Linked DNA regions of Mus musculus: regions 1, 3, 4, 5, 6 and 7 are each linked to region 2. A link is a contact called in public Hi-C, HiChIP or PLAC-seq and promoter capture Hi-C data. All regions are on one chromosome and are shown on one strand. Each heading gives the region's core, a stretch centred on a gene start, on an enhancer-like site or on the middle of the called end of the contact. The rest is flanking DNA. Distances are from core to core; before and after follow the strand shown.

Region 1 (2,716 bases), core at 22-2,521, 310 kb after region 2:
TAAAAAGAAATCACTGAGGGACATATAGAAGGTGTTTCTTTAGGTGGGAAAAGAAGGAGCCTTGAGAATTTGCCAGTATGTTGGGCCAGCAAGATGGCTCAATGGGTATAGGGGCTTACAGCCAGTCTTGACGACCTGAGTTCGGTGAGAAGAGAAAACTGAAGTTCTCCTTTGACCTCTCTCTCTCTCTCTCTCTCTCTCTCTCTCTCTCTCTCTCTCCTCTCTCTCTCTCTCTCACACACACACACACACTGAATAAATGTAATGTATTTTTCAATATTTAGAAACCCTAGGGTGTTAGTACAGAGATGGATTGAGCAGTAGCTCGCACATATCCACAGTTCCTTGTCTGAACAAACATTTCTTCGGAGTAGAAAAAGGAAGTACCCTCCATCTTCCCCCAAATGTCCCAGAACACACTCAAAAAAGAGAGGTAGTCATTAACATGACACCCAAAGGAGACAACATGCTAAAATTAGATCTCATTTTGAGTCAAAATTAGATTGAAAAATGAATCTATAGATGGAAGATTTATAGCCAGTTAATAAAGGAGTTGAGGATATTGGGGGTACATCCTTCATCTTCCTGATTGTTGCCATGGGGATGAACAACGTCCCTAGAGAAAATGCTACTTGGAGGATAAATTAGTATTTCCTAAGCATGACTTCTCAGTATCTGGATCCTCATAACCAGAAAGAGTCAGACCCGAAGAAGGGATTACATCACGAAGTTCAGTTAGCGGAAGAAAGGGGGAGTCTGATAAATCAACTGCTACTCATACAACAGTTACCCGCACTGGGGTATGGCCGGAACTGTCCTCTGCGAAACTAGGACCATAAGGGAACAAGGCGGGGGTGGGGGGGTGGGGGGGTAACCACCCTGGGTGCCATTGAGGTGAGGGACATTAAAAAATGTTCATTATTACATGAGGCCTTCCTTTAAAGACTAATGTATACAAATGTTATGGTTTCTCCTTACCCCTCTCCACCAAGACAACCCCAGAACCTCAGCCCATCAAAGGCAACAGTCCCATCTACTTCTTCCTCGCAGTACCTGGTTCTCTGCCTCCGGGGAGTAGGAACTTTCAGCCCCGCCTTCCTGCCCATCTAAGCCCCGCCTCCCCGGCCCACCTGTGTGCCCAGCCCCTGACGTTGCCGCGGGCCTTCAGCGGCCCGCAGGATCCGGGATCCTCATTGGTCCATCCGCCCACCGGCCTGCTCAGCCCACCAATGGCAACGGTGTTGGGCGGGGGGAGTGCCCACATCCAAGATGGCGCCCCCAGGAGCTGGGAGCGGGTGACCGGCGGCGGGGAAGCGGCCTGGGCTGGCCCTCAGATTGCGGGGTCCCGGGGGCCTGTCGCGGGGCCCCCCCGTGACCCACCGACCAGGCCTTCCCCCGGGCCGGAGAGATGGCCGCCGAGAACAGCAAGCAGTTCTGGAAGAGGAGCGCCAAGCTACCGGGGAGGTGAGCCCAGGACGCTGAGGGGAGTGGGGATTGGACCCAAAGCCTTCCAGATCCTGGTCCCTGAATCCCTCCGTCTTGGGGTACCCCCGAGGCCGGAGGGCTGGTGTCGGAGTAGCCCAGGCTGGAGCAGCTGTCAATCAGAGGAGCCTGGCCAGCTTGGGTGTGGGGTGCAGACTGGGGTCTGGGGGCGGGGAACCTCAGCTGGGAGGTGTCAGGGGACCAGTGTGAGGGGCAGTGGAGTTGGGCGAGTTGCCATTGTCAGCGTAGCCGTGGAGGGCCACCTGCAGACCGCTTCCGACTTTCTACAGAACTCCTTAGGGGTCTCCAACAGCATGGGTGGCTGCTTGCATGAGGGTTGGTGGCCCCATGGCCTTGGTTCCCAGCCCATCATCACATTCCTGTCTTCCCTTGGACTCCCAAAGGGGTTCTGATAGGAGAGCCTGGGCCAGGCCTGCAGGGGTATGAGCAAGACAGGGGAGGGGGAATTCTCAAGCCTGACCTTACTCTGTCTTGAGTTGGTCCTTTCTTTTGAGAAATTATTACAGGGTGGCCGCAGGGTGGAGAATAAGTTATTCCTTCTGGCATCCCGGAGAAGTGATGATTTTTCAGTGTGGATGCATTAAGTTCTTTTATTCTTGTTTTGTTGGAGAGCAGACCTTTCAAGCAACTTATTCCCTTAGTGTTTCTTTCTCTTGTTAGTGTATGTTGACACTGAGCAATTGTCTCTCAGTCAGGCTGCCTTTTGGTTTACTGGTTCCGTTTGTTTTGGGTGATGTCCTGAAAAATGAAAGCCCTATGTGTTTCACTACTGAATTTAAGATTTCTGCCAGCCACAGGCTGCTTGGTGTTAAGAGTTTGTGTCTGGTCACCGCCCTCATGAGTTCTATCCTTAGTGATTTTCCTGTTAAGTCTTTTTTTGTTCAGGTGTAGTCCTTTGACCTGTGACCTCGCACTCTTCCCTTCCTCCTTTCCCTCTCTCTCTCCCCTCTTTCCCATTCTCTCTCCTCCTTCTCTTCCCCTCCCCCTCCCTCTCCTCTTTCTCCCCCTCTTCCGTTCTCTCTTCACACTGTTGAAGACACTCTGCCACTGAGTTACACACAGCCCTCGCCCCCTTCTTCAAGCGAAAGAGAAACTGAGAGTCAGCATTGGCTGTGTAACTTTTCTGAGCTGTCATTACACACGTGGAGAAAGTTGAGGGACCAGGTTTTAGCAATGTGTGCTAATATAATAGCAGGGGAGGCAAAGCTAGCTT
Region 2 (2,700 bases), core at 55-2,554:
CCCTAGAGAGCCTGGCTGGGGACACCACCTCAGCAGCTCTCACTTCAAGTCCTCAGGAGGCAGTTTCCCAGAATCCATCCTCTTTCACACCCGAGGCTAGCATCTCGGGACATATGGACACTTGCCCAATGTCTCAATTCAGTAACTCAGAGATGAGGTGGACAATATCTGACCCAACAGCACCATAAAGCCAAGGTGCGTGGTTTGGAACAAGGGTGCGATGGGGCTCTGGAAATGCTATATGGGCCATTGCCAGGACCTCCAGTGAGTTATATCTGGACCACAATGTTCTTCACAAACCTATCAAAGCAGTGTGCCTAGGGCCAGCCACATGCCTGTCCAGCCTCGGGGCAGCCTATTAAGAGAACCTGAGAGGCCCAGCCCCACAGAGAAGGCCAACCAGTATGGCATTACTGGGGACTTGGAGGTGGCAGCCTACAAAACAAACTCCTTCCTCCCCCTCTTGCCTGGGGATTCTGACACTTCCTCATCAGCCCTTCGCTCCTTTGGCTTAAGATTTTCCCATCAGAGTTACTGGTTTTTAATGGCGCCACACCACTCCTAAGTTCGGCAAGGCTTCCTGCTCTCTGAGACTCTTGTCCCGGTTGATCCTTCTTGCTGGAGGCTAAAGCAAGAGGCTTTCAAATCCTGGGTTCTAAGACAGTGGAGGAGAGGGAGAAGGCTGGGGCAAAGGCCAGGGTAGGGGGAGAAAGGAGGTCACGGGAGGCACAGAGGGTCATGCCTGGGAGGAATGGCGCCAGTCCCTCTCAATTCTCCTTTTGGGGAAAGATAAATCAGGGAGAAAGCCAGAGTGGAGACCCTGGAGCGGCTCCTCCCCTTCCCACTCTGCTGCTGGGACCCCTGTTTCCGTGTCTTCCTCCTGTCCTGGAAGCAACAGCTCCGAATGCAAACTTTCTGGGAACCTGACCCCTGCCTGGCTGCCCATTCAGCCATCGCCACCCGCCGCTGGGCAGGGGGTCTCCGAAGACAGGCAGCGGGGCGCCCGGGAGACGAGAACAGTGAAAAGCAGGCTCGCTAAGCAAAGGCTGAAAGCTACAGAGAAAGAGGGATTCCGGCCCAGGGGCGGGGCAGGGTCCCCCCCCACCCCCGAACCGCGGGCGGCTCACCTGCATGACACCGTGATCTCCACCTTGGTAGCCGGGATGCTGCCCGCCAAGGAGTCGAACTCGCTGAGCGACGCCATGTCCTCGGGTTGCTCCATCGCCCACCGTCCCCCCACCCCACCCAAATTAGTCAATATTCCTGCGCGATTCACGCCTCCTCCGGAGCGGCTGCAGCCCTGGGCTGGGCGGCCAGGGGAGGAGAGGAGCGCGAAGAGGGGGCGTGGGAAGTGCGAGCGGGAAGAGGGCGGAGAGCGGGGGCCCGAGGAGAAACGGGGCGCGAGAGCTGCTGCGGGGAGGGGGGGCGCGGCGAGGGAACCCAGGCGCAGCGGGGAGGGGTCCCCTGAGGGGGCGTGGGGACTCGGGGATGGGGGACGAGGACTGAGCCGCCTCGGGCTTGGGGCGCAGCGCCACGTCCTCTGCTAGGGCTCCGGCTCCGGGGTGCCCTGGACTGCGGGAAAATCAAATGTACCCTGAGTCGCCGCCAGCGCCTCCCGCCAGGCGCGCGCAGCGTGCGGGGTCCGCGGGCGCCGGAGGGGCCGCCCGCAGGGGCCGGGGCGGGGCCAGGGCGGGGTCTGCGCGGGGCGAGTGTGGGAGCAATGTGTGAGTGTGTGAGTGTGCGCGCGTGTGTGTGCACGCGCGTGGCAGGCGTGGGGACGCGGCTCCGGATGACGGGGACAGGGCTGGCGACAGCCAGAGACGGTCCCAGGGCGCGCGCCGCCCTCTGCGCAAGTTCCCCCACCCCACTTGTCCAGCCGGGGTCTGCGTGCTGGGGGAGGGGAACGGTCCAAGGGGCACCTGTTTGGGCAGCGTCTAGGCGGGGTTCGGGGAAGAGGGCTCGGCTGAGTGTGCGCACCGCCACCGGAGGGTCTAAGCCCTCCACCCTCCACCTCCTTTTGGGGAGGCGGCGATCAGCCTGGTGCCAGGAAGGCTGGTCTGGTTTCCGACGTAGGGTGGGTCAGTGGGAGCTTGCCCATCTGCCTCTGGTGTCCGCAAAGCCTGGTCTTGGCTAGTCGCCTGAACCTTTACCCAGCTCCTTCGTCGTCCTCCTCCTCCTTCTCTCTTCGTGACCACAGGGGCCGAGCCAACCCCCGGGTCTGTCTGGAAGCTTCCTCCACTAGACCAAGTGGCTGGCCTCAGCTCCCTGGGCTTTGCAACCAGCAACCCAGTATACCAGGCTCAGAGCCCTGCACTGGGAAGCGAGGGGAGCGTCAAAGCATCTCTCAGGCAGACTTCCCAGGCTCAGCCTGCCCTCTGGGCCTGGGGTTGCAGCGCCAAGCCAGCTGTGCACGGAGTTTCCTCTCCAGCAAATCCACCCGTGGCCCCTCCTCAGCCTCGGTGTAAGCTTAGCTGAGACAAGACGCGCGGAGCAGCGGCAACTTCCTCACCCACCACCTCATACATCGTGGATGCCTGTCGCTATCGGTGGTGGCCTTCTGGCAGCCGGGCATTCCGAGCAGGTGCACCCGAACGCCGTTTGAAATCAATTTTCAAAACGTCAGTCAGAGCCCGAGTTGAAGACAAACAGAACACCTTCCTTGGACCTGCACAAGTGATTCCTGTTTACCTAGGGCTCCAG
Region 3 (2,700 bases), core at 142-2,641, 420 kb after region 2:
ATAAAATAAAAATAAAATCCTTTTTTTTTTTAAAAAAAGCAGCATTATGGGAGAACATATGTTGACATTTGAAGTCTCGGGGTTTAAGAGACAAACGCAGCTGAGAATGTCCAACAAAGTTATATTGGTCTGAAAATGGGAAGAGGAGTTAGAGTTACAGCCCATCTCAGTGCATATGGTCAAATGCCACAGATGCCATTATTTCTTTTAGTCTGAGGCATTGAGAATCAGATCTAGGATCTGGTGTGTACCGGACGAACAGTCTTGACACTGAGCTATGCCTAGTCCAATGTTAAATATGTCCTATGGAACAGGAACAGGTCTTTGACCTTGGCCAGTTTGTGTCTCTGACTGTATTCTTTTTTGTTGTTGTTGTTGTTTGTTTTGTTTTTCGAGACAGGGTTTCTCTGTGTAGCCCTGGCTGTCCTGGAACTCACTTTGTAGACCAGGCTGGCCTCGAACTCAGAAATAGGCCTGCCTCTGCCTCCCGAGTGCTGGGATTAAAGGCGTGTGCCACCACGCCCGGCTCCTCTGACTGTATTCTTAAATCTATATAATGACGATACTGTAGTAAGCTACCAAACTAGTTACGCCATGTTGTGAAACACTTTCTAGGATTTTTTTTTCCCACTTTCCAAGTCAGGGTCTTACAATATATCCCTGGCTGTCCTGGAAGTAGCTATGTAGACTAGGCTGGCTTCGAACTCACAGAGATATGCCTGTCTCTGCTTTCTGAGTGCTGGCATTAAAGGTGTTCGACACTACCACCTAGCTCCTAAGAATACTTTCATTGCTAAAACTATTTTGGGCAAAAATTCGTCTCCGGTCACTTCGACCAGTCATTAAATCTTATGCTAAACTGGTCTCTTGATCAGCCATAAATTTCTATACCATGTGATTGTGATTCTGACCTAAAGGTTAACTGCCTGACCATTTAATTGTTATCACTCTGCTTCTGAAAAGAAAAAAAAAGCAATGTTTGCTTGTTGCACATGTTTGGAGCTGCCTTTCTGTATACATCACAGTTGCAGTCCTTGTCTTTAAAATGTCGAACAAACTGGAGGTCCGAGGGTGCTTCCCGCTCCTCTGCCTGAGACAGCCCCACCGGTGGTAATAAATAATAAAGACTCCACATGATTTATTAAGACATCTTGGGAGTTTTCCTTCTTCAGGTAATCCATAACAAGATGAATAAACTGAGGTGAAGTATTGATTTCCCTTCTTTAGGGCGAGAGTAGACAAGGGTTATTTTCCTAGTGGCTTTTCTCTGCCCCCCCATTCTTTCGCGGTCCCCCTTCCGCGCAGGCGCCTCGGGTCCTGCGCGCTGTGCGACCTGGGCAGTTCCCCAGGGCCAAGCCTGAGCCCAGCGGGGGCGGGGCTGGCGGGCTCGTGACGTTATCAAGCGGCGCCGCCCGCGGGGCGGGTTCCGAGCGCGACCGCGCAGCTAGCCGGCCCTGCGAGGAAAACGAAAGTGAGGGAGGAGGAGGTTGCAGGGCCAGCCTGGGCGGCGACAGTGGCGGCCTGGTCCCTCGTCTCCGCTCGCCGGCTACTCGCCCCATCCCCTCAGCGTGAGTGCAGGCGCGCGGCCCCGGGGGTGCGAGCGGGCGGGCGCACGGGCACAGCATCCTTCCCCTGCGGCGGCCGCTTTGCCCGCTTTCGGGTAGCCTCTCTCTGCTCCTGCCCCCTGTCTTGTCCCCAGCAACCTCTCGGAGCCGAGGTTGCCGCTGCTGCTGGTCGCCGCGCACACAGTATCACACCTGACGTTTCCAAAGGAGAAGCTCCGTCGGGGAGATGGCGTTCCCTTCTTTCCCCTCTGCATACGGGGGTTAGCAGCGCTTAGAAGTGCCTGGTCACAGCGCGTCTGCCATTGTAGGTCACTCGATAGCCCTTTGGCCTTCCCCTGGCCGAGGAAATGAGAGGATTGGCTTGGATTCCCTGCGAGGCCCCAGTCGAAGGTGCTGTGGTGGAGGGGGACGTTCGTATCTGCCGCCTTGCCCTTCTACAAAGCTGTTTCCTGTTCTCTCACTTGCCCCATCGCAGACCACACTGAGTTCCCAGTGGCACCCCCCACCCCCGCTTCACCCACACCCACCGGGACGACTTAAGAGTTAAATGAGACCCATTTTATGTGCTGTGAAGCCTCAGCGATGAGCTTTCCAGTAGGCTCACCTATCTGTGATGTCAAGTAAAAATGTGGCTCCTCGGGCCTGGCTTTCTGTTGGCTCAGTCGCCTGGCTTTCCTGCTTTCCTCTAATAGGCACTGCTACTGTCACTTAGGAAATTGCCACCTGAGATTGGGATGATCGTACATTGGGTCCACAGGTTCATCCTCGGGCTGGAAATACGGAAACCTTTTGCTAGGTTTCAAGGGGAGGGATTGCTATATCCCTTCAAATTCCATTACTTTCTTACCTCGACTGCTGATGCTCATTCTCCCTCCACCCCAGCAAATATTTTGAAATAAGTTGAACTGGCTCTGATTTTCATAGACAATATTGAGTATCAGTTCATAGTCAAAACAACACATGGTCTTAAAACTATATGTCTGACTCAAACGCCAGAGAAGTCTGTTCTTGTATCCCAGCGTCCCTGTTCCCCAAAGATACCAGTGTACCTCCAACTTTTAAGTCTTTTCTCTTTTCTGAGTTCTTTGAATACACTACTTTTCCTGAAGATTTTGTAATTTTTTTTTGACTTTTT
Region 4 (2,700 bases), core at 10-2,509, 290 kb before region 2:
ATTCACTTTGTAGACCCAGTTTCCTGACTGGATTCCCTGACTTCCCTTAGTGACAGGTGGTATGGGGGAAACTGGGCAAGGTAGACCCGTCCCCCTCCTCCCCTCCCCCCCCCAGAAGCAACATAAGCCAAATAAGGGGGACCTCGATTTCCTGATCCTCCTGCCTCTACCTCCCAAGTGCTAGGATTAATGCTGTGCACACAGGTATTCCCTATATTTTTTTGCGTGGTTTTATTAGTTTATTTAGTGCTCAGCAGCAGTTTTAAAGTAGAATAATGTCAGCACTTGGGAGACAGGGACAGGAGGATGAGGAGTCCAAAGCCATCCTTGGCTACACAGCAAATTCAACATGGGCTGCGGCGTCACATCTCAATAAAATGAACTCGGACCTGGAGACGTAGCTCAACTGGTAGAATAATGGCCTAGGGTGCATGAAGCCCTGGGTTACACCAGAGCCCTTCATAATTCGGCTACGGTAGGGCTTGTCTGTAACCCTATCCATCACTCACATGGTGAAGGTCGGATCAGAGGTGCAAGGCCATACTGGGATAAAGGAGACTGTCTCAAAAAACAAAGAACACCCCATGTATTAAGAGTGGAGAGCCAGGGAGGAGGGAGAAGGGAAATAAAGGTTAAAACAAGCAAACCCCCAATAGAACGAAACACCCAAAACTAGAAGTCTGTGCAATCATTGTGATGGTGTAATCAACTGGTCTGATAACTTTCTTAAGTACAAAAGCCACAAGTCCCCGTGACCCTGAGAGATGGAGCCAGGTTCCTCCTCTCAGGTTCCCTTGTGCGGTTCACAGGAAGCAAGGCAACCAGCTTTCTAATAGTTTGCTTCCAGGTAACATGAAACCTGTAGAATCTTGTTTGCTATCGCAGATTGTTCCGTGAAACTCAAGAGTTGGGGGGAAGTTTTTGTTTTCTCTTTTATCTTGTTTTGTTGTTGTTGATGTTTTTCTGTCTTTGGGCTGCAGTTCATATCCATCCGCCACACAAAGGCGATAGGCTCATCTTTCCGTGAGCATCACGCGTTCCGGGGCGACCCAGCCTCTTTCACCTTCGAGCCTGCAGCTCGCTTTCCTGTCTGAGCCCCTTGGGTGATGGAGCGCAAGCGGCGGCGGCGCGCGTTACTGGGCCGCCCTGGCGAAGAGCCCCAGTTCCCGGCCGGCCGGGCAGGCAGGCGAGGCCCCGGCCTATGGCGGAGTCCGCGGCGGGGGCGGGGCGAGCCGCGCGGCCTTCCCGGCATGCCCCGCGGTGGGCGGGGCTCTTGTTTTGAAGGGCCGGGTGACTCAACCGGGGATCCGCGGCCAGGGCGGGGGCGCGCGGTGGCCGGAGCTTGGAGGTGGCTTCGGGGCTCGGTGTCGGAGAGCGCGGCAGCAAGCGGCCGGTGAGTGCCGAGTGACAGGGTGGGCGGGCGAGCGGGCAGGTGATGGCGCGGGCTGATGATGGCGGCGGGCGCGACGCTGCGGCCTGAGAGGCCCCGTGCGGGCTCCTCCCCGGCCTGGGGAGAAAGGAGAAGCCGGGCGAGGCTGCCGACCAACCACGCAGGGCCACCGGTAGCCCAGGCTGGGGAAGGTTGGTCGCGCTTTCCCAGAACCTCTGGAATCTTCTGTCGGTCCTGTCGCCCCTCTGTTGTCATCCCATGCTTAGTGCAGAACTGGGAGATTTTTTTCTTGCATATAAGAACTTTTTATAGCAGACAGTGTCGTCAGGCTTGCGCCATGAGGACACCTCCTCCCCTTTGTGGGAATTTGTCATTCTTTCTGAACATTCCTGGATTGGGCTGATTTACTATTTAGAAGTAAATCTAATCTTTTAAGTGAGAATTCAGCAAACGAACTAACAGACAGGCCAGGAACTCTGACCAACCAAGCTCTTTCACGGTGTCTGTTTGCTGATAGACAATTGTTTACCTAGAAATTTGAGATTTCTTTTTAAATGATCTCCCAAACAGAATGTTGGAATAATATTAGTTGTGACGAACCTTGAATTAGAACGTCAACCCCACTCCAGAGGAACAAAAACAAAATCTTAAAGTAGCAGTTCTCAAACGCGTTTTGCAGGTCGCTAGCACGGCTCCCAGAAATTAATTCTAGAAATCTAGGGTGGACCCCTGAGTCTACTAGTGCTGGCAGGCAACCACCCCGCTTGGGCCGCCTTGGTAAGCCAGGAACCGGACCTTAGGAAACCAAGATTAGCTTGGCCTGAGGACTGTAAATACTGTCTCATGTCCTTTTCTTTCTGTTGACTTACTCCTCTCCTGTCCGTAATCAGTCGGGAGTCAAGAAGCCCTGATTCGGAAGGCTGTGTGAGAAAGGATAGTGCTTTCTGGAGCCCTTACATGAGAGCAGGAAATGGCTTTTTATCCATATCCTGTTATTGCCTGGGTGGGAGAAAGATGGCGTGGATCAGGCTAACCCACCTTGTTTCTCTCAGGAGCCTGTTGGTAGGATCGTGGGAGCTTGAGCATGTCATTAGGTCTTGGCTCCCACCTCAGCTCTCTGCTTTCCTTCTCATGGTATCAGCCAGGGAGTGCCCGGAGCCTGGGGGGTCTCTGATTCCCTGGGATGTGCCAGCATCAGTAGTATTTATGGGCTTTTAGTTGTGGGTATCAATTCACTAGCTACAGAATATCTGAATGATGCCTAGCTTACACAGTACAACTGAAGTAAGGCATGTTAGAGACAGTATCCC
Region 5 (2,700 bases), core at 171-2,670, 380 kb before region 2:
GGAGGAGGAGGGAGAGCAGAGAAGAGGAAGAAGTAGGGGAGAGGGAGGAGGACGGGAAGGAGGGGACTAGGAAAGCTTTTTGCTGCCTTAGTGATCCGCAGTGACCTTTTTGGGTGAGAAAATCCCTCCTCTCAGAAATCATGCTGAGTAGCCCTAGAGCTAACCCTGGTCCCCAAGCCCCTGTCCCTTACCAAAACATCTCTCTGCCCTGACCCTGATGAGGAGACCCAGACACCCCACATGAGACCTCATGACCCCCGACCCCTGACCCCCATCCACAAGCTATCTATTCATGTGGCCATCTTGGAATGACCAAGCTCGCTGTCCTCTTCCCTCCTGCACACCCAAGAGACAGCACTCCAGCTGAAGACATGATGCTCTCTCCCTGAGGACCGGTGTTCAGTTCCCAGCACCTATATCAGGCAGCTCACAACTGCCTGTGATTCCGGCTGCAGGGCATCGGATACCCTCTTCAGGCCTCTGGAGCTGGCACAGGACTGAGAGGCAAGAGAGAAGACCTGCACGGACCAGGCCAGGGACAGGGAGATGACAGAATAAGAAGAGGTAGGAAGGAGGCTGGCGACTTCTGGCTGGTTACTGATGGACGCTGCGAAGAGGGACTCTCATTGGAGGAGTTGCCGCCATCAGATCGGCCGCCATCAGATCGGCAAGTCTATAGGGTATTTTCTTGATTAATGATTGATGGAAGAAGGCTCAGCCCACTGTGGGCGGTGCCATTCCTAGGCAGGTGGTCTGAGTCTGTGTAAGAAAGCAGGTTGGGGGCTGGAGAGAAGGCTCAGCGGTTAAGAGTAGTGACTGCTCTTCCAAAGGTCCTGAGTTCAAATCCCAGCAACCGCATGGTGGCTCACAACCATCCTCGTAACAAATCTGACGCCCTCTTCTGGAGTGTCTGAAGATGCAGTGTACTAAATAAATCTTTACAAGAAAGAAAGAAAGAAAGAAAGGAAGGAAGGAAGGAAGGAAGGAAGGAAGGAGACAGCGTGTAGCGATGGGGGAGCAAACCTGCATTGGTTCCTCTCGCCCTGCCTTGACTTTCATGATGAACCTTAAACTGTGAGCTGAAATAACCCTTTTCTCCCCAAGTTGCTTTTGGTCACGGTGTTTTATCACAGCAATGGAAAGCAAACCAGGGCAAACACCCAGAGCCATACTTCTCTGTTACAGTTTTTGCCCAGAGCCAATCCTAAGGTAAGAATAAATAGAGAGGTGTTTTGTGTAAGAACTTTCCAGAGTCTGAATGGGGTGGGGGAGGGGCATGGGGTGGTATGAGTTGCTCCTCCCCATTGAAAGCCAAAGCCATCCTGCAGCCCACAATGGAAGTGAGGGGAACACAGGCTGGGGAGGGGGCGTGGCGGATAGGGGGCGTGGCGTGTAACTCTGCGTCCTGTCAGTGAAGAGCAGCCTGTCAGTGAGGGAGGCACAGGGCGAGGCAGAGATTTTGCAACTGGATGCTGAGAGGCACCGCCTCTGTGGACACCGTCCAGAGCAGGGTGCAGGGAATGCCCCGCTCCTAGGTGCGCTCCGGATGGGTGGAGAGCGCTGAAGAGCCTGTACCTGACAGAAGTCTAGCAAGGGCATGAAGTGAGCAAGGGGTCTGCAGGACCACGCCCCTGCCCATGACTCTAAGGACTGTCTACATTTCATCCAGTACCTGGGGATCCCTATCAGCCCTTCCGGGGTACCTCTCAGCAGAGCTAAACAGGCCCAGGCAGTGGCTGGATGAACCACCCGTGGATGCCTGACTGGGCTGGTAGAGTTGCCACATTCCCTGCTCTTGGCTGGGGGAGAAGGAGATACTGAGCCAAGGCAGACAGGTGTGGGTTCTTCCTCCGCTGGGAGGCCATAGACCCCGAACATGGACGAACAGGTGTTCAAAGGAGACCCAGATACCCCTCATTCCATCTCCTTCTCCGGGAGCGGGTTCCTTTCCTACTACCAGGCTGGGGCCGTGGATGCTCTGCGAGATCTGGCCCCGAGGATGCTGGACACAGCCCATCGCTTTGCAGGGACGTCAGCGGGAGCGGTGATTGCGGCCTTGGTCGTCTGCGGGATTGAGATGGGTAAGACTTTTATTCTGGTGTCTTTGAAGGGGGCTGCTGGAGGGGGCTTCTCAGAACAGACCCTGGACAAGCTTGGAAGTGCACGGGGAGAGAGGCGGGAAAGCCTGGCAGCCAGGGTAGTCCCCCTTCACACACACACACACACACACACACACACACACACACACACACACGTCCTCCGTCCTCCTCCTCCTCCATGGGCGAGGCTTCTTTTAAATTGTAAACACTGCCTCAACTTCCCAGTGAGGAGGAGGGGTTCCCAACATGCAAACCCTGAGTTGAGGAGAAGCTGGTGACAGATGTGGGACACAGTGTGGGAGCTTCAGCTGTGCCCCGGTGGGCCAGAGGCCACAGTGCTGACCCAGGGCTATGAGCAACAGCCTTCTTGGCCCGGCCAACCCCCACCTGCTCGATGCCAGGCTGTAATGTAGAGCCCCTGTGAAGTTCTAGAATGTTCTAGAGAGAAAAGACAGCAAAATTCCGAATGGAGACGTCTCTCGTGTCATGATGGAAGGGATGGGGGTGGGGGGTGTCTGTGAACAAATTGCACCCGGCTGGGGCTAAAGGGGGAAAGGGGACCGTGTTCCAAAGATGTTTGGGGGGGTGGGCCATGTTGAGG
Region 6 (2,700 bases), core at 160-2,659, 310 kb before region 2:
TGAGAAGCTGACAGACAGGGGTTTGGGGGGGCTGTGGAGAAATGAGGGCAATGGCTGCTCTTGCAGAGGACCTGACTTCTGTTGCTAGCCCATAGTTTGCTTTCACTCCAGTTCCAGGGGGTGCAAGGCTTTCCTCTAACCCCTACTGACACCGGCACACGCAAGGCAAGCACTCACACAGACACAAACACGGAAGTAAGTACATCTTAAGAAAAACTAAGCCAGGTGGTGGTGGCACACACCTTTAATCCCAGCAGTTGGGAGGCAGAGGCAAGGTGGATTTCTGAGGCCAGCCTGGTCTACAGAGTGAGTTCCAGGACAGCCAGGGCTACACAGAGAAACCCTGTCTGGAAAAAAAAAAAAGAAAGAAAGAAAGAAAAGAAAACCAAGATAGTTCTGTCCACTCCCCACAATAAAAGAGTGTCAGGAGAGGATGAGAAAAGTGCTCCCCTGGAGATACTGAAGTGCTCCCCTGGAGGTGCCAAGGTGGCACAGGGATTGGGGGGAGCACAGTCAAGCTTCAGAGGGGAGGTGGAGCAGGGTGAGGGGGCAAGGGCTAGAACAAGCTGCTGCTTTTTTTTTAAATAATTTTTAAAAGATTTATGTATTTATTATATGTAAGTACACTGTAGCTGTCTTCAGACACTCTAGACGAGGGCAACAGATCTCATTATGGATGGTTGTGAGCTACCATGTGGTTGCTGGGAATTGAACTCAGGACCTCTGGAAGAGCAGTCAGTGCCCTTAACCACTGAGCCATCTCTCCAGCCCCAGAACAAGTTTCATACGAACTAAGGCGGCACCTGGGCCAGGCCATGTCTACAAGTGGGGAGCAAGCTCAGTTCAGGCCAGGGCACTGGGGAACTCTGTCTGTCCTTCCTGTTGGGGTCCCTTGGTGTATGTGTTGGTTGCCCTCCTCTATGGGGTTGACAGGGAGTTGTTGTACCCCCATCTTTGGACCTTGTTCCTCTGACACGTCTGGGACACACCCATATCCCAATTTGCTTTGATAAACAGGGCGGGGGCCCTTTCTATTTTTAAGTTATCAGTTTGTTCCTTGTGGGTGGTACCGACAGATGGCGTTGTGTTCATTTCTGTCAGAGTGCAGCGTCACTCCGTCTCGGTGTTTACACTCCAAGTTGGAGTCAAATGTTGCTTGTGAAATGGAGTCACCCCGAGCAAGGCAAAACTCTGTGCGTGATCTGTAACCCGAGATGATCCTGAATTTACGGTCTGCCTCTACTGCCCTACTCCGCGCCTACTTTAAATGGCACTGGGAAGGAAGCAGGGCTTCCCATGTGCTCAGTAAGGCCTCTGCCACCAGAGCTACAACCCCAGGTCCCCTCCTCTTTGTTTGAGATTCCTGCTGGCCTGCTGGCTGATGATTTTCCAGCTGGCTGGCTTCCAGCTCTTGGAGTTGTCTGGGCAGAGGCCAGAGCTAGGGAAACCAGAAGCTGTTTGGCCCAGCTGGAGAGCTCAGTCAGGGGTGTCCCCAAGGAGGCCCCACTTCCTGGTATCCTGAGCAGGGCTGGATGAGAGGTCACCTCCCTCTTCTCTGTTATGTGACCCTCCATTACTGCTCTCTCCTCTGCTCGGGTGAACCTTGTTTACCAGTTACCACGGTCCTTGGCTTCTCGTGTGTCACTCTGATCCGAGACTCTGATTGATGGCTTGGTCCCCACAGGCTTTGCTGACGATTCTTTTCTGGTCAGTCATAGTTGTTGTTGTTGCTTTTTAAGATTTACTTATTTATTATATGTAAGTACACTGTAGCTGTCTTTAGACACACCAGAAGAGGGCATCAGATCTCATTACAGATGGCTGTGAGCCACCATGTGATTGCTGGGAATTGAACTCAGGACCTCTGGAAGAGCAGTCAGTGCCCTTAACCGCTGAGCCATCTCTCCAGCCCAGTCATATTTAACTTTACGGACATTCCACAAAGATGTCCCCTGTGTGGAAACTGGGATGTCTCTGGGGACATTGCTCCAGGGAAGGAGGCTTGGGAGCAGCCACACACACCAAGAGCACGTATTCCATAAATATTAGTTATTATTAGGATTGCTCAGACACACTGGTTTTCAATAGTCACTTCAAACCTTTGTCAGTTTAGAGGGATGGACTCAGCTCCATGCTTTACTCTTATATTTCTGATCCAAAGGTGACTCACAAGTACAAGAATTCTTGAGCTGGGCACTGTAGGGAAGGCTCAGCTTAAGAGCACACACACACTGCTTTTGCGGGAGACCTGAGTCTGCTTCCCAGCACCCATGCTGGGCAGCTGTGACTCCAGCTGCTGGGGTGGGGATGCTCTTTTCTGGCCTCTGCACGCTCCCGCACACACATGTACAAAGGCACACAAAGGGAGCTGGAGATGCAGGAGAGGATAAGGTGGGTGAAAGGTACAAATGTCAGAAGTGTGCGGAGCTGATAGTATCACACCAGCGGTGCACAGGAAGTCTAGCCTCTGTCTGGTGCTGGTCATTCGCTTATTTAGACGCGGATGGGACAGTGAATCAGTCAGTGTGAGTGACCTAGTTCTAAAACAGTTACATGTTTACGAAGGGTCACAATGTTGTGGTCTGAGTCTTCTCAGATGTTTCAATAAACATGAGTCATGGAATCAGAGGCCATAGGTTCAGTTTCTACCAGAGCTCCGCCTACAGACGAGAGCTCCGCCTACAGACGAGAGCTCCGCCT
Region 7 (2,700 bases), core at 175-2,674, 290 kb after region 2:
TTGGGGGGCATTGCCTTGTTGGATTAGGTGTGTCACGGGGGGTGGGATAGGGTTTGAGGTTTCAAAAGTCCATGCCAGGCCCATTCTCTCCCCTCTCTGTCTCTGTCTCTCTCACTGCTGCTTGTGGATAAGATGTAAGCTCCCCGCTGCCACTCAAGCGCCATGTCTGCCAGCCTGCCTGCCTGCAGCCACGCTTTCTGCCTTGACGGTCATCAGCTCACCCTCTGAAACTGTGAGCTCCGAAGTTAAATGCTTTCTTTTATAAGTTGATTTGGCCATGGTGTCTTCTCATAGCAATATGGCAGTAACTGAGACACAAGGCAAGGGAATTTATGGACTGAGCTATCTCCTTCAGACCTTAAAGCTTCGATTTTCTGTTTCTGTTTTGTTTGAGACTGGGTCTTACTGTGTAGCCCTGGCTGGCCTGGAACTCACAGATCTGCCTGCTTCTGTCTAGAGAGCTGGGCTCAAGGCATCTTTAACTACGCAAGGCTCAAAACACATTTTACTGGTGCCCCACCACCACCCCAATGTTGGCTTACAAATTCCATTGCCGCTTCTTGCTCCTCCTCCTCTCCCCGCCCTCTTCCTGGCCCCTCCCACTGGCTCTTACCTCCTGCGCGCTCTCTCTCTCCTCTCTCCTCTCTCTCTCTCTCTCTCTCTCTCTCACACACACACACACACACACACATACACACACATAGAGGAATTAAAATCTAGGACCCACATGTGAGAGAACGCAGGTCCTATTTGTCCTTTTGAGCCTGGTTTATTCTACTTCTACTTCATTTACTTCATTCGAGGATTTCCAGCTTCATCCATTTCTCTGCAAATGTCACTATTTCATATTATTTCACAGCTGAATGATTTCCACAGTCTGTACCTTCCGCATCTCCTCCATCCATCAATCCTTCCATCAGCTGATGGATATCCATGCTGGTCCCACTCCTAGATGTCTTGGGTTTCTGAGACAGAAGGCGAGGGGTGTCTTAGCTGCCTGTTTTGCCTCAGGGCCCCTCCTAAAGTAAAGGTCTGGAGCGGCTGCCAGCTGAAGGCTGTCCTCCGAGGAGGGTCCTTTCACTCACCTGGCTGTTGGTAGCTCCTGGCCAGAAACCTCAGCTCTCTTCTTCTGGCCTGTTTTAAGGGCTGCCTGAGTCTCCTTGTGCCATGGCTGCAGGCTTTCCTCGAGGGTAACTGTTTGGTAGCAGCAGAGAATGGCTGTGTCTTTTTTTTTCTTTTAAATTTTATGTGGTTGAGTGCCTTTCTGCATGTAGGACCGCCAGGTGCCTGCAGTGCCCATAGTAGCCCGAAGAGGGCGCCAGTTGGAGCCCGAGGAACTGGAATTACACAGGCAGTTGTGAGCAGCAAATGCTCTTACCACTGAGCCATCTCTCCAGCCCTGCGGTCTTGCTTCTTATAGGCTTACTAAAGGCTAACCACAGGGCTGCGCACACAGTCCTGGCCGATGGCAGCCTCCGCTCATCACCCCAGGGTGATGAGGCTTTGAGCTTTCTTCTCAGCCAAGTAGCCAGCATCCAACCCAGCAGGGTGTGTGTGTGTGTGGGGGGGCACTCTCTAGGGGGCACAACCTGCTACCTCCCCAGTTTTCCCAACAGGAGAGAAATCCCAGATACTGTAGGGAAGCTAGGGTCTTCCCTTCTTCCTGTATTCTTCCAGGCCAAACTCTTGCTCAAGAGATCAGATTTCCCAAAACAAAAACCCAATCCTCTCCAACACAGAAAGAAAACCAGCCTGCCATGCTTGACAGTGAGTCAGCTGACAAGCAGGGAAACCAGTCCCCACTGGGGATGGGCGAATGCAGACAATAAACCACAGGGCTGCGCACACAGTCCTGGCCGATGGCAGCCTCCGCTCATCACCCCAGGGTAGCTCTACACATCCCTTGCTATGTCTATAATCTTTTCTTTCTCCAGTGCCTTTTCTCTACTTGGCTCTTTCCTCTGGGTCTTTCAGGTCTCCTACGCGGTGTCAGGGTCCCACGGTAGCTTCCTTTCTGTGGTCACTGGCTGACTGCCAACTTGCCTCTCACTAGCAGGCCAATCAGGAGTGCCCCGGAAGCTCTCCTCTGCGCTCCTTTCTTCCACAGGATGTCAAACACATCTCTGAGAACTTTCAGTGAATTCTCACTGTTCAATGCTCAGAACTGGGGTACATGGGCACCCCTAGCCACGGTATCACCATAGCTGCCATAGACAAATATTTATGCCAGGACTAGAACTCAGCTGCCTTATTCCACTAGCAAGGAGCCCTCTTGATGAAGAATATGGAGTTTGTTCTGCTCAGGACCCGTTTTCCTTGAATGTGGAGGTCTCTGATGTGGGACAGGACCTTCCCTTCCTTAGTGTAGCAATTGCGCCTTCCACAGACAGCCACACAGTTGGCCAGAATAAAGTTTAGATTTCCAAGTATCACTTGCAGCTAATGGCTATGCTACCAAAGGGTTTTTATTTATTTATTTATTTATTTATTTATTTATCTATTTAGTGTGTTTATTTTTGGACCAGAGGAAGGGAGTATTTTGAGATAGGGTTTCTCTGTGTAGCCTTTACTGTCCTAGAACTCACTCTGGCCTTGAACTCAGAGTTCTGCCTGCCTCTGCTCAGATTAAAGGAGTGCACCACTGCCCAGCTTGGAAGTTGGTAGCCTGGTTGCTACCAACGTTTTTTAAATGACATTTTA

The links. Promoter capture Hi-C pulls out the DNA fragments that hold promoters and counts their contacts. A called contact is a pair of places that touch in the nucleus more often than the background predicts. HiChIP or PLAC-seq counts read pairs in DNA pulled down with a chosen protein or histone mark. Capture Hi-C pulls out chosen DNA fragments and counts their contacts.
Region 1: a Hi-C map of bone marrow-derived macrophages shows a contact between it and region 2, with 31 read pairs. The contact joins the promoter of Tbc1d22b here to the promoter of Cpne5 in region 2. A contact is called at or near these places in 3 of 39 promoter capture datasets (cranial neural crest, liver and neutrophils), 2 of 484 Hi-C or Micro-C datasets (bone marrow-derived macrophages and forebrain), 8 of 115 datasets of contacts at active chromatin or transcription factors (astrocytes, bone marrow-derived macrophages, embryonic stem cells and 4 more) and 3 of 9 other capture datasets (adipose tissue, liver and pancreatic islet).
Region 3: a contact with region 2 is called in a promoter capture Hi-C map of adipose tissue. The contact joins the promoter of Cmtr1 here to the promoter of Cpne5 in region 2. A contact is called at or near these places in 1 of 39 promoter capture datasets (hippocampal neurons) and 1 of 9 other capture datasets (adipose tissue).
Region 4: a contact with region 2 is called in an H3K4me3 HiChIP or PLAC-seq map of pro-B cells, with 4 times the contacts expected there. The contact joins the promoter of Kctd20 here to the promoter of Cpne5 in region 2. A contact is called at or near these places in 3 of 39 promoter capture datasets (the 3T3-L1 cell line, HPC-7-derived erythroid cells and cranial neural crest), 7 of 115 datasets of contacts at active chromatin or transcription factors (double positive thymocytes, embryonic limb bud, embryonic stem cells and 3 more) and 2 of 9 other capture datasets (adipose tissue and liver).
Region 5: a contact with region 2 is called in a promoter capture Hi-C map of pre-B cells, with 2.8 times the contacts expected there. The contact joins the promoter of Pnpla1 here to the promoter of Cpne5 in region 2. A contact is called at or near these places in 5 of 39 promoter capture datasets (the 3T3-L1 cell line, the C10 cell line, liver and 1 more), 2 of 484 Hi-C or Micro-C datasets (both in the G1E-ER4 cell line) and 2 of 9 other capture datasets (embryonic stem cells and liver).
Region 6: a Hi-C map of the N1E-115 cell line shows a contact between it and region 2, with 3 times the contacts expected there. The contact joins the enhancer-like site here to the promoter of Cpne5 in region 2. A contact is called at or near these places in 3 of 39 promoter capture datasets (the C10 cell line, HPC-7-derived erythroid cells and pre-B cells), 1 of 15 datasets of contacts at CTCF or cohesin (pro-B cells), 4 of 484 Hi-C or Micro-C datasets (B cells, the N1E-115 cell line, cerebellar granule neurons and 1 more), 1 of 115 datasets of contacts at active chromatin or transcription factors (pancreatic cancer cells) and 1 of 9 other capture datasets (liver).
Region 7: a contact with region 2 is called in a promoter capture Hi-C map of pre-B cells. The contact joins the enhancer-like site here to the promoter of Cpne5 in region 2. A contact is called at or near these places in 13 of 39 promoter capture datasets (the 3T3-L1 cell line, the C10 cell line, the HPC-7 cell line and 9 more), 4 of 15 datasets of contacts at CTCF or cohesin (CD8 T cells, embryonic stem cells, large pre-B cells and 1 more), 5 of 484 Hi-C or Micro-C datasets (the G1E-ER4 cell line, bone marrow-derived macrophages, cortical neurons and 1 more), 8 of 115 datasets of contacts at active chromatin or transcription factors (the HPC-7 cell line, acute myeloid leukemia, embryonic forebrain and 4 more) and 4 of 9 other capture datasets (adipose tissue, embryonic stem cells, liver and 1 more).

What each region holds. Positions count from the first base shown.
Region 1 is chr17:29,548,531-29,551,246 of GRCm38.p6, forward strand. Tbc1d22b (TBC1 domain family, member 22B) reads left to right here and starts at 1,272. Exons shown (of 13, transcript NM_198647.1): 1 at 1,272-1,464. The coding sequence starts at 1,409. Tmem217 (transmembrane protein 217) reads right to left here and starts at 1,063. Exons shown (of 3, transcript NM_001162901.1): 1 at 979-1,063.
Region 2 is chr17:29,236,486-29,239,185 of GRCm38.p6, forward strand. Cpne5 (copine V) reads right to left here and starts at 1,305. Exons shown (of 21, transcript NM_153166.2): 1 at 1,128-1,305. The coding sequence starts at 1,222.
Region 3 is chr17:29,659,204-29,661,903 of GRCm38.p6, forward strand. Cmtr1 (cap methyltransferase 1) reads left to right here and starts at 1,392. Exons shown (of 24, transcript NM_028791.6): 1 at 1,392-1,568. All of the region lies in intron 7 of Gm28043 (predicted gene, 28043), which reads left to right.
Region 4 is chr17:28,951,177-28,953,876 of GRCm38.p6, forward strand. It overlaps Kctd20 (potassium channel tetramerisation domain containing 20), which reads left to right and starts at 1,260. Exons shown (of 8, transcript NM_001356300.1): 1 at 1,260-1,393.
Region 5 is chr17:28,856,991-28,859,690 of GRCm38.p6, forward strand. Pnpla1 (patatin-like phospholipase domain containing 1) reads left to right here and starts at 1,421. Exons shown (of 10, transcript NM_001034885.3): 1 at 1,421-2,081. The coding sequence starts at 1,877.
Region 6 is chr17:28,929,467-28,932,166 of GRCm38.p6, forward strand. The region is part of intron 1 of Gm16191 (a long non-coding RNA gene); the gene reads left to right. Among named protein-coding and RNA genes, the nearest start is that of Gm16191, 5.6 kb to the left of the region's middle. Within about 2 kb of position 1,410, at least 214 of the 459 cell types and tissues checked have an H3K27ac peak or open chromatin away from gene starts, as enhancers often do. A contact at or near this core is called in the N1E-115 cell line, liver and pancreatic cancer cells, where this site is marked.
Region 7 is chr17:29,530,132-29,532,831 of GRCm38.p6, forward strand. The region is part of intron 2 of Tmem217 (transmembrane protein 217); the gene reads right to left. Among named protein-coding and RNA genes, the nearest start is that of Tmem217, 18 kb to the right of the region's middle. Within about 2 kb of position 1,425, at least 80 of the 459 cell types and tissues checked have an H3K27ac peak or open chromatin away from gene starts, as enhancers often do. A contact at or near this core is called in CD8 T cells, the G1E-ER4 cell line, the HPC-7 cell line and 2 more, where this site is marked.